2 separate regions of the Mus musculus genome follow, and region 1 is linked to region 2. Evidence: chromatin contacts called from public Hi-C data. All regions are on one chromosome and are shown on one strand. The core of a region is the stretch at or near the end of the contact, and the rest is flanking DNA. Distances in the headings are between cores, read along the strand shown.

Region 1 (6,216 bases), core at 1,043-3,542, 1.1 Mb after region 2:
CTCATTCTTCTGACCCCTCAGCACAATATTGTTAAAATGCCAGTCTGTAACAGAGGTCTTTCCATAAAGGTACAAACATGGAAAATAACCCAACATTTAGAATAAAAAGACCCCCCTCTTTGTGTGCGTGGGTCCGTGCATGGGGGGGAGGTAGGCAGAGGGGAACACATGTTTTTGAAACAGTCTCTTGCTGGTACTTGGAACTCTCACCAAGTAGCCTACATGGGCTTCCCAGCTTCCCCAGGTAACCTCCTATCTCAGGCTTCCAGCTCCAGGATTGCAAGAACATGGCACCATGCCTGGATCTGTATGTGGATTCTGAGACTCAAACTCAAGTCTTGCACTTAATAGGCACAAGGCAACCCCTGGATATTCTCCCTAGCTCAGAAGAAAAATGTTATTAAGTTAATGCTATTCAAGCAGAAATAAGAGGCTAAAAATAAAATAAAAAAACAAAAACAAACAAACAAAACACACTAACTCTATAGCCATAAACACAACATCTGATGTGTTTAAACACATTAGGCTCTCCTAGACTCTGAAATGTCCCAGTTATCATGAAGATGGTGGCATGAAAACACAGGAGTGAAGTGTGCTCTAGGCGTGATTTGTCCATCTTCAGCCTTCCTCAGCACTGTATCTCCTAAGGGGACACGGAATTGGCTGCTTTTGCTTCTGGGTATCTTCTCGCTCTTTCCTTCAGTTTTCAAACTCTTAATTTCATTAAAACCCCAACATACTTGGAACACATGTAGGTTTCATTTCTGAGTAGGCCACCTGGGTGGTCTCAGGCTACAGCCTGGCAGCCCTTCATAATCCATCAGCTCAGACACTGAGCGCTCAGCAGGACCCCACCAGCAGAGGAGGTGAGAACTGTTGTGATGAAACTTAGCTTCGATTTATTAGGATCCCTTCGTGTGCAATGCTGTTAACGGTGATAAAGAATTCCTGCTCCCTATTCCCTTAGGATTTGTAAGTTTGTGTCCCAACAAGTTTGTGCAAGCAAGCAAGACAAACCTTAACACAGAACCAATGTCGTATACTACTAACATGTGGTCATTCACATTGAACAATCATACATGCATGTCACATAGAACATAGAAACACACTAAGTTGTGTTGGTCATTCATCTCAAACCGTTGCTGGTGATGTTGTTATTTCTAACAATTCTAAAATTAGTCTGGAGAGATGTCTTAGAGCAGGTTCTCAACCTGTGGGTGAAGATCCCTCTAGCAATCCTCTATCTCCAAAAATATTTACATTATGATTCATAACAGTAGCAAAATTACAGTGATGAAATAATAACTAAATAATTTTATGGGTGGGGGTCATCACAACTGTATTAAGAGTCATAGAATTAGGAAGGTTGAGGACCACCGGCATAGAGGTTAAGAGCACTCGCTGATCTTGCAGAGGGCCTGCAGTTACCAGCATCTATATGGTAGCTCACAGCCATCAATAACTCCAGTTCCAGGAGATCCAATGGACTCCTTCTTTTGATCTCCTTGGACAGTAGGCACTCACATGCCACGCAGACATACATGTAGGAAAAAAAAATGTGTACCTAAAGTGAAATAAAATATTGGAAAAATTATTTACAGTATCATGTGCCCTCTAGTTCTCTAGTTTGTAACAAGCCAAATCCTCCGTGTTAATGCACACTGAGCACAAGCTGGAATGGTAACCCACAGAAGAGTAAAGCTTTTCATAGTGATGCCAATGAGCGCAAGGTTGCATTCTGGGAAATTTTTTTCCTTCTTCTTGTCTTATTAAACACACAAAAGGCAGCACAGGCTCTGCTATTTCACAGGGTGTTGGTGATTTAGCCTTGTGGTCTGAAGAACTCATCTTTTGAATTCTGGTCACAGAATCTGCAAAGGATGCTACATGATGCTTTAGACACCAGGAGTTTTTCCATTGTCTGGTGAAAACGTACCCCTCTACACACTCCAGATTATGGGCAAAAGCCTGAGAGCATCCCTTTACCTACTCTGGTGGAACAGCAGCAGCTAGGGTGTGTATGTTGGGTTTCCTTTTTCTTGAAGCTTTTAGCGTGTTTACTGAGCATCACCTCACCTCAGCTTCACTAGAGCGAGCGCTGCGAGGTGCTAGTAGACACCAGACCTAAAAAGCACCAACACTTCACCTGGCAGTGGATTTCCAGAAATTTCCTCCAGATGGCTTGTGACTATAGCGAGCCTAATTGTCTCGAGGGAAGAAGAATGGAATCACACTTCCATCGAATCCCTTATCCTCCCTGTCCACAGGCAGCCCCTGAACAAGTGAGCATGCTCACCTGCTCCGCTCAACACGAGGGGCGGAGCCTCAAAAAAAGGCTAGAAGTGAAGTGGGAGCTGGCCAGATACACGCAAGACAAATGCCCCATCGTGTTCGCAGAAAATGAATCATATGGATGATTATGGAGCCCAGGTCATAACAGATGAGGTAGCCTTAAACCAGGTTCTGGGGGAGGGAGGGTTGGGGTTGGGAAATAATTCTCAGTGCTTGGGATTTTTAAACTGCGTCTCAGTCCCACCTCCCTCGAAGTGGAGTGCTCTCTACCAAGTTGAGTGGCCTCATCTGTAGCGTGGGGCTGGTAATGCCTGTTTTATTGTGCTGTGCTGAGCCTGAATGAGATGATTTATATAAATTGCTTCCCCAAGTACCTGGCAGACACCTGGCAAATAAGAGCCCCTCAAAAAAAAAAAAAAGTTGCTTTTTTAGCCTTAAAATCATAGCAGTCAGTGTTTAAAATTAAAATTAAGCTAATATGTAACATTAGCCAATAGACTATGTTAAGTATTCAAAGATGCTTTAGAAGGCAGTGCTTTTAAGAAATCTGCAACTATCTGAAATGGAAAACAGTAAATTTTTATAGCTCACTGGAAGTAACACAATTTACACACACACACAAATGTTTACCCACCATGATCCTAAAAGCCAGCTTGAAAATGTTACGGTTCCATTAGCTAACCCATCCTGTGAGCACCTACTAAGCGCTTGGACCTGAGCCTGACTAAGCAGAGTTTGTGTTAACCCCCTTGGGTGTGTGTCCTGAACCCCGCATTCACCGGGTGCCTAGCTGCCTCTGTCTCATTCATCCTCACGACAGGTTGGAGAGACAAGTAATGAGAATGATTATCTGCACTTTACAGCTGGCTCTAGCAGCCTCGGGATGAGCAAATTCATTTGCCAGAGGTCACAGAATCTACATTTCCCAGGATTCAGCCCCGTGCTCATAAACATATCCATTATGTACAAACTTGGAACGGGAACGCTCTGTGTGAGGAAAAACAGCGACTCTCGGAACAAAGTCATTTTAGGAAGACGTACAATGTTAAGATTTATTTTAGAACTGTGAGAAACAAAAATGGTCATTAAGGCTGCCCAGTACGAGATACATACACTAAACGTGTCCTGTGGTGTGTAGGACTCAGTGTCAGTTGACATAATAATAATGACCATAACCACACTCACAGAGCCCTTTCTAGTCTTCTGACTCTGTCAAGCATTGCAATTTAAACAACTTACAGGTGATGAGCACACAGAGTAGCTGTGTCTGCCCCTTAGCACGGCTCCTTGTTTTTACAATTACAGTTTCTCTGACTATTTTACACATTGAAATGTGACAAAGGAATACCAGTCTTTCTTCCTGCCATGGTGTATTTTCCTGTAGCTGAGTCCGAGAGCTCAGCCCTTTAAGAGACTATATATTTACAATATCACAAGATTTCAGGAAATAGAAAAATGCCTTTTGTGACTGACACCACTCAGCCATGTTAGTGAAATACGCCACAGTCTCAGTGACACTGAAACATCAGATAGCTGTCTGTTGACCAGCCCCTAAACTGGAAAATCAACACCAGCTTTCCCATAGATGGAAGTGATAGCACCCTTGAGAACACAATGCTTTGCTTCCAAAAAGAAAAAAGAGAGAGCTGCAGAGGAGAATAGGCCCTTGTGTTTCCTTCCCCTCTGGCTAAATTAATACCATCTAATCACTGCTTATTAAGATAGGATCCAAAGTTTATTTGTAGCAGTGCTGTGCGAGTGTGTAAGTGAACAGCACAAACACGGTCCCCTTTAGACAGGGTATCTTAGAATATCTACTGATAGGCTGCACCACATCCTCTGTACAGTGCCCTGGTACCTAAAGATGGCTTCACATATGGAAAACACTGTTATAAATGACACTATGTCGCTAAAGAATAAAGGGATGGAAGACATAGAGAAAAGGCGTATGCCAAGGGCGATGGCCTTGAGATATTTCAAAATCAGTGCATTATTTAGAGTGTGAAACCGTTGTTCTGCAAACACAATCCCCCCTCAGCGCTGTGGTGGCTACTCTGCTCAAAACTGGCTTTTAGAACAGTTATGATTGACCATTACTCAAGAGGACATGACTTAGAGGTGATGTCCATGTTAGTAGTCACCCATGAGTCTAGGGAAGAATATCAGAAAGATATGTGGCTGCCCTTAGGGAGTGGCAAGCCTGGGACTGTGACTCTCCTATGTCACCCAACATTCAAGGAAAGAGAATCCCTTCAGAAGCACATTGATAGGACAGATATCCTCCTTTAACATGGTGACATGGGGTTTGATTCCAATGAAGGTAAATAGGCTTGTTGTGCCTGCGTCTGGAACAGAGCCTGGCATACAGTGTGGGCCTAATAATGTTGAACAAGACAAAGACTTCATAGTTGGTAGCCCTATAAACAGTCTGTTCACGGACACAATGTCTTGTGGACATTACTTGATGAGGTTATTATTTGTATGAAGTCTACTAATTTCTGCTATACGACTAGAGATCAAATAGAATTTGACACGAAATAAAGAGTGCATTTTGGTTTCTCAGGCGCATGCCTACAGAGCCAGCAGACCACCACAGCAGTCCACACTAAGTCAGTAGTCAGCGGGTCTTGGCCACTCTTGTAGCCAGGAAAGAGCTTTACTCACATATATATTTTAAAATGTATTTATTAGACAGTTTAAAAATACTTCTGCTGGTATTAAAAGAAATTAAATTTCTATGAAGATATTAATTTTAGAACTCCCGGTAAAAGATAGAAAATTCAAACCCTAAATTTACCCCTACTTCTCAAGGAGTTTAGAAAGATATTTTTTCTTTGAAGATAGTTCTTTCAATGCAATTGCCTGCACGCTGACATTTGGTATCAAACTATCAGTTAAGATTGACATTAAGAACAAAGTTAAGACCATAACACAAAAAGTGAGTCACTTAACAACATTGTCATTTTGTCATCATTGCCTTAAATCAATTGATAAAGTTGTGTAAAGGCACTTGGCTCAACTTCCTAAAACATAGACTAATTATTTTCTTTCAAGAAAAATTAAAATTACATTAGAGTTAAGCAGATTAACATTCAACAAAAATGACTTTGCCAATATGAGGTCTATTTCAGGTTTTGTGCTTATATATCCATTTACCTTAATTAATATTTAAAGAATTTCAAGTAGCATAGATAAGTAGTTTGTTCTTTTCAAATTAATTTTGTGGATTAATATTTAAATAATCAGTCTTAACAATTAAGGTAAACTTGCTAACATTCTGTCCTGGTTCTGATGGGATCAAAGGATTAGACTTAGGAAATTTAGAGGGAAGAAAATTATGTCTGGTGCAGAGCTGCCTCCTTGAAAGTCCAAACAGCTATCAAAGAAGTTTTAAGAAATCTCTCTCTCAGAGAGCTTTAAATAAAAACACAAAAAACAATAGGAGTTCTGGAAATCGCTCTTGTAAGTTTTATTTATCAGTGGTTTAAGAGGAAACATAACAGAACCTTTAATAACCAGTGGTAAAATACTGTTATTTAGGAGGTATATCTTGAAAACAGTCTGAGTGGTAATTTCAAATAATGGAAAAGGTCATCACCAGAACTCTAAATATAGCCAGGCAACTGTCATTGAGCCTGCTCTCCGGCTTACTCCCTTGGAAAGCGATCACATAGCAAACCATCTAAAGAACGAAACCATGAAGTTTATTGTTTTAAAAAGTGTACTATGTACATACGTTTAATACACACAAAATACACTAAATAACTCATATATGGCTGAGTGTTTGAAAGCCTCACTCATGCACATGATAGCTAACTCAGTCATATGCATTCACAAGAGTAAAGCATACAAGATTTTAAAACTCCACACATGATAGCTAACACACGCTACTCACCCCCCATAAAAGTAATCCATACAGGATTC
Region 2 (5,736 bases), core at 3,163-5,662:
TGGAGAACATCAGAATGTGCTGTTCAGGAGTTCTGCTTCAGAGCAGGGAGCCAGGCTGCATAAAAATGTGGCCAACGCTGCAGTGCGTGGGGGGATTTAAGGCAGCGGCAGCACTCACGGAGTGAGACCAATGAGATTCATTGCAGGTGTAGACCGTGGCAGTCTCCACGAAGTCTGGAGCAAGGGCTTTGGCAGGAACATATTTTTTATTTTATTTTTCAGTTCTTTGATTGCCTTAATTAAAATACCCATTGCAGCAAATGTTAGCACTTAGTAAAAGAACCCAGTGTATCTTTGCCTCAAAGTTGTGTGAGAATTAGAAATGATCTATGGTTCCTAAAAGAAATAACCATAAAGAAAGAGCTTGGATTTTTTTTTTTTTTTTTAACACAGCAAGAAGCATGGAAGTATAATGTAAGAATCTGAAACTTCCATTAAGACTTCTCAGTTTTCGGAATCCAAGTTTCATATTTGTGCCTGGTGGTAGTAAATGCGAATGTTAACCCAACCCTAATTGTTTTTTAGCTTTTGCCCTGACTGTAATAAAGGCTCCCAGGCTAGGAAATGGTTCACAATTTGTTAGTGGAACAGGAAATTTTTATTGGTAGTGGAGCATCCACATGACTGCTGATTTCTATTTATAAAATTCTTCGCATTTTTCCTTCAGGTTTACCAAGGGATTTGGTATTTTCTAAGACATTTAATTTGGTGTCTGGGTGCTTCGCTAAGTAAATAAACAGAAATTTTCTTTCTGTTGCTAGACAAAAAAAAAAAAAAAGTTTTCTTTTAGAAGTCAGTAGAGGGCGCTGTTGGCATTTGATTTGGCTTTCTAATACCGTAGATGTTCCCTTCTTAATTAATTCAATGTTTGAAATCAAACCTCCGTTTAAATGTAATGATATTAATATGTGAGAATAGATGTGTAAACGTGGAGATTTTCCATTCCCATTAAACCCACAGAACCAAAGGTCTCTAGTTCTCCTCTGAGCCCCTTTGAGAGTACTTATGTATAGAAATGTTGGCTGCTATACATTAAAGCTGCACACAGTTGAGTTCATGCATCCAGGCAATGATTCAACATTTTGGAGACTGATTGCAAGTCGGGGAAGAAGGCAGCTTCCTGTGGTTTTCAAGAAAAAGGGGGAGAAAAGAAGGCAAAAGAGACATTAGCCTTAGAGCCCTACTTTTTAAGTTTTTCAAAAGAAACATTCTATTTGCTAGGTTTAAGGTAAAATTTATTATAGTTAATCCAGGAGTAAATATGTTTTGCAGTTAAGATTCTAGGTACATTTGACACTATTTTTATCCTTAATTTTTAAAAAGTTATTCTATTCCTTCTATTCCAGTTTGAGTTCCTTGGCCACAGGCTATAAAGATTACCACAGTCCCAGTATTTGAAGGATATTTCTACTTTTGGTTCATAGACTTTCATTAAAATAGACTACAAAATAACAATCTCTAAGAACCCCACTCAAGTTTTGTATTTATTTGGCTGATACCTCTATGATGTGTGTGCACTAGCTGTAAGTAGGAAACCGTGGATCTGTGGGGAACCAATGAAGAGAGGATGGAGACTTTATTTTCAAAGGGCCTCCAAGAATAAATACACAGCCAAGCAGCCCAGGTGAGCAAAATGAATGCTGGCTTCTGATCCATCTAGAGTTTTCTCTGTAAAGTGAAGATGAACGTAAAGTGCGCAGCGTTTAAATCAGTGACATTAAAGACTTACCACTTTACCAATCCTAAAATAGAAAATGACTCTCGGGGACAGTGAAGGAGGCAGCCTTCTGTTTGTGGTATTGTAGCAACGGCTTCTGAGGCACCCCTCACACACATACCGCTGTTGCCCAGGGTGGAAGGCTCCTTCCCTGGGTTGCACAAAACAGGGCATGCAGTTGATCGTGTTTCTGAGTATACAAAGAAGTGCTACTTTCTGGGGACAGTAAAACACATTGCATTTTGCAAACAAAACATCAAGCCAAAGGCATGTCACTGTTCACAAAACACATGGAACTTGTTGGAAGGCAAAGGGAAAGAGATCGTTGGCGTTTTAGTGGAAAGGTAGAAAAGAACTATGATATCATCAGGCAGCATCGGGTTCTCTCCGATCGTTTACACTCTTTAGTGTGTCAGGGTTGGTCTGTGCTTGTGTTGATTTCCGGCCTTCCAATCGAGATTAGTTTTACTTTTCATTCTCATAGGAAAAGCGTGACTCTGTCGTTCAGGTAGAATCGAAAAACAAATAGAAATGCTTTGTGGTTCTTAAATGATCTAGATAGCTGGGCAAAAAGGCCCAGTACTATTGCAAGTATAATTTTAGGTGAAAATTTTGTTCCATGTGAAGCATTAATTTTAATAGAGACTTATATATAAATGCTCATTTGAATAATAATGTAAAATTAAATTTAAATTGTAAATACCGTCCAGTACTAGCTGTTTTCTGGCTCGAATTCTTCAGCACATATGGTGCTAGCATAAGCTTGTGCCTGTCTGCCTACTCTGGGTAATTTTGCATGCAAATAGTTTTAGTGCCTATGTTGAGGTGCTAAAACGTGTTTAGTACACTTGAAAATATTTGCATTGCAAAAGGAGAGTGAATCTCCTGAGGAAAATCGAATTGATATTTTGTATTAAGAGACCACTCTGGGTACCGTGTGGTCTTCTTCTATGAAGAATTCTGTTTACAGTACAGCTAGCATTTTTAATTGACCTTTAGAAGAAAAGGTCTGGCAATAGCTTTGCCAACTTTATAAACCGTTGGGCCATCTTCTGGCAACGTTCTTCACACGAATCAGTGGGGCAGAGAGAGAAGGACGTTATCTAGCGGCTTTTGCTGGACTGTCACTTCTCAAGCCTCAGTTTGGTGGACTGGTAAGAGAACTCTGAAAATTATAAACCCAGTTTCAGCTGGAATGAGCCTAACCAATTAGCTAACTAGCTAACCAACTAGCTCAGGGAAGGCTTGCATGCAGGGGAGCAGCCGTGGTTGCCGGGCGTGAGGCCCCACACAGGGTTCCATTTGCCTCAATCCCATCTGCTGCATTTACGGGAACCAGTTCGTTAAGTCTGAATTGAATCCAAATAAAATGCGTTTCTGACGCAAAGCCGATGACTGGTGCCATTCTCCACTGCATTATGTCAAATTAGAGTTTGTTTGGAAAAGAGGTTACAGAGAGCCTGTGCAAATGTCGCTTGCACGGAACATTGATCGAGTAAGAGTTCTGCACAAATTCAACCGCCACTTGCTATAAACAAATTTGCCCCTCCCTAGTTTGACTCCTATTCACCAAGACTGAATCAAAATATTAGAACCTCTAATGAAGTAATAAATAAAATTCAAGACAGGCTAGTAAAAGGTTGGTGGAACTTCTCTGACAGCCATCTTTTCCACGTTTTTAGAGAATTTCATTTTATTACCTATGCTAGTTGGGGAGGAGTGCGTCCTTATAAAATGAAAGTAGTCCAGTGTCTGCAAAAGAACCAAATGATAAGAGGCACAACGGAGGAAGCCAGCATAGAGGATTTCCCTCCCTGCATCTCTCTCCGTAGAGAAGGGAGGCCATGGGATGCTAATGACTTCTGTTGTTGGAGATGGGCAAGTCTGTTTTACCCCAAGCTCCACCAAGAAAGAACTGCCTACTACAGATTGGATGGAGCTTAGAAAGAACTCCAGGGTGTACTCCGGATATTTGTTCTCTTCATCCCTGTCACTTCCCGTAGTGTCTAAGGTGTAGTAGCATTGTGTACTACTAAATATCAGAGATAGGTAGCAGGCAAGAGACAAAGGGAACTCTTTACAAACACAAGCCAGCTTAGAAGGGCTGTCTTTACTATGGGATGAAACTCCTGGTGGCAATCTATTTCTTTACTTTTTTTTTCCTTTTGGGAAAAAAAAAAAAGAGGCCTCTGCTTTATGTAGGACCTTTGCACATCCATCAACCTATTAAGCAACTAAATAAAGCAGTATATGAACAATAAATCATTTTGAATTTCATGCATGCACAAACCTTTTGATACCAAATTGACAAGAGAAACTTGGGTCTGGAGGAGGCTACAGACACTCCTCCAACAGTGTTGCATGTAAGATTAGGAGTTGTTCTCCACTCCTGTCAACTGCTCATTCTGGGTTCCAAATCTCGGGGCTTCTCTTTCCTCTGGTGATGGTGGAGACTAGGATGCTCAGCATGGAATTGTGTGTGTGTGTGTGTGTGTGTGTGTGTGTGTGTAAGAGCCTGCTAGCACATGTGTGGTTGAGGGGGTGGGGGAGCACGCTGTTCAGGATAAACCCACCACACATTTCTGCCATCACAGACGGTGGGCAAACAGCTGTCTGCACAGCTGAGACCACTGGAGCTGCCTGCCCTGCTCCAGTAACTCGTGAGCACATGGCTGGTCCCTGGATGGCACCATGCCCTGTGCAGCAGAGAGGCCCCAGCTTTCCCGAGGCTGAGCAGGCGGGGACTTTGCCACCAGACACAATAAGCATGTGAAATCAGGTCTCATGAATAATTCATCCTTAGTGTCCTATGAAACAAAGAAATGGTATGTTTGCTGGGAGATAACCATGTTCTGGCATTTGTAAATCTTTCTGGATTTGGAGTTGATCATGTTTCTGGTGTTGGAGAAATGTTTTGTTTTGTTGTGTTTTTAAATTTTTTGAACACACACACACACACACACAAAAAAAGTTGGAAATTCAACATAGTAATTTTACAGTGGAGGTCTTCCATGACATATTGAATGGTTTATACGAGTTTGGCTCATGATTTAGGAATCTGAAAAAGTAAAAAAAAATCTCATTTGGTGAAAAGGGATGTTAAAATCGGTTTGCTGCCATAGACTCCAGCAGGACAGAGAGTTCCCAAGATTCTTTCTTTCCGACAAGGCAAGCAGCCCACTCTGCTGGTACATGCTTCATTGCTGTGAGCTGAAAAAGCTGCTGGGCCCCCAGCATCTCACAGCATTGCAGGGAGAACAGATCTCTCGGTTTCGCCATCAATGTACAAAAACATACTTTGGTGAACCGAACTCCAAATTGTAGTGACACTCATATGCTCACCAGTTTAACACCAGTTAAATTAGTAATAAAAAAATAACCCTTCAAGAAAGAGAAGCTACTCTATTCCTTACTGTAGGTGGACTCAATGCAACGGACCTACAGACACTGGGTAGAGCACATTCATTTGCCTAACGGATGCTTCTAGAGGGTTATGTGAATTAGCTGGGTTCCTGAGCTTATTGTAACTGCTATTTATAATTAGAATCTGAGCATCCGTTTCACTAAGTTTTTAATATCCTCAAGAAAAATAAGCCTGAAGAGTTACTCATCTTGGAAATGACAACCTGGTAAAGCAAATCCCAGTCCTGTTCTCTCACTCCACCAGGCATGATCTCATCTATTTCTGCTGTTCACGTGAGCTCTCTCCACACACCTTCTTGCTTTTCTTTCTTCTTGTGAGTTCACGAGTTCCTTGCATCTCTCCAGCTTTCGGGTTCCCTATAAACCCGAACACAAGTTCTTCTGTGTCACTGACCTCACACAATCTCTTCAGTTTGATAGAGAATGTCAGAGAGAGACCACACGGATTTGGCAGAATGAATGTAAAGAGAAGCAGAAATGGGATAAGGTTCTACCAGTTATGGGCTGGAGTGAAAATACAAATCCTTTTCGCTTTAGGGTGACAAGGTTGGAAGATGAGGTATGATTTGGCAGGTGGTATAACTCCTGGTGGATAA

The links. Hi-C and Micro-C count contacts between places; a contact is called where the count stands out from the background.
Region 1: a Hi-C map of cerebellum shows a contact between it and region 2, with 5 times the contacts expected there. The contact joins two enhancer-like sites. A contact is called at or near these places in 5 of 39 promoter capture datasets (cranial neural crest, frontonasal cranial neural crest, hippocampal neurons and 2 more), 4 of 484 Hi-C or Micro-C datasets (cardiomyocytes, cerebellar granule neurons and cerebellum) and 2 of 115 datasets of contacts at active chromatin or transcription factors (astrocytes and cardiomyocytes).

What each region holds. Positions count from the first base shown.
Region 1 is chr4:82,696,544-82,702,759 of GRCm38.p6, forward strand. No RefSeq gene overlaps it. Among named protein-coding and RNA genes, the nearest start is that of Gm11269, 7.8 kb to the left of the region's middle. Within about 2 kb of position 2,293, at least 5 of the 459 cell types and tissues checked have an H3K27ac peak or open chromatin away from gene starts, as enhancers often do. A contact at or near this core is called in cerebellar granule neurons and cerebellum, where this site is marked.
Region 2 is chr4:81,563,734-81,569,469 of GRCm38.p6, forward strand. No RefSeq gene overlaps it. Among named protein-coding and RNA genes, the nearest start is that of Mpdz, 120 kb to the left of the region's middle. Within about 2 kb of position 4,413, at least 35 of the 459 cell types and tissues checked have an H3K27ac peak or open chromatin away from gene starts, as enhancers often do. A contact at or near this core is called in cerebellar granule neurons and cerebellum, where this site is marked.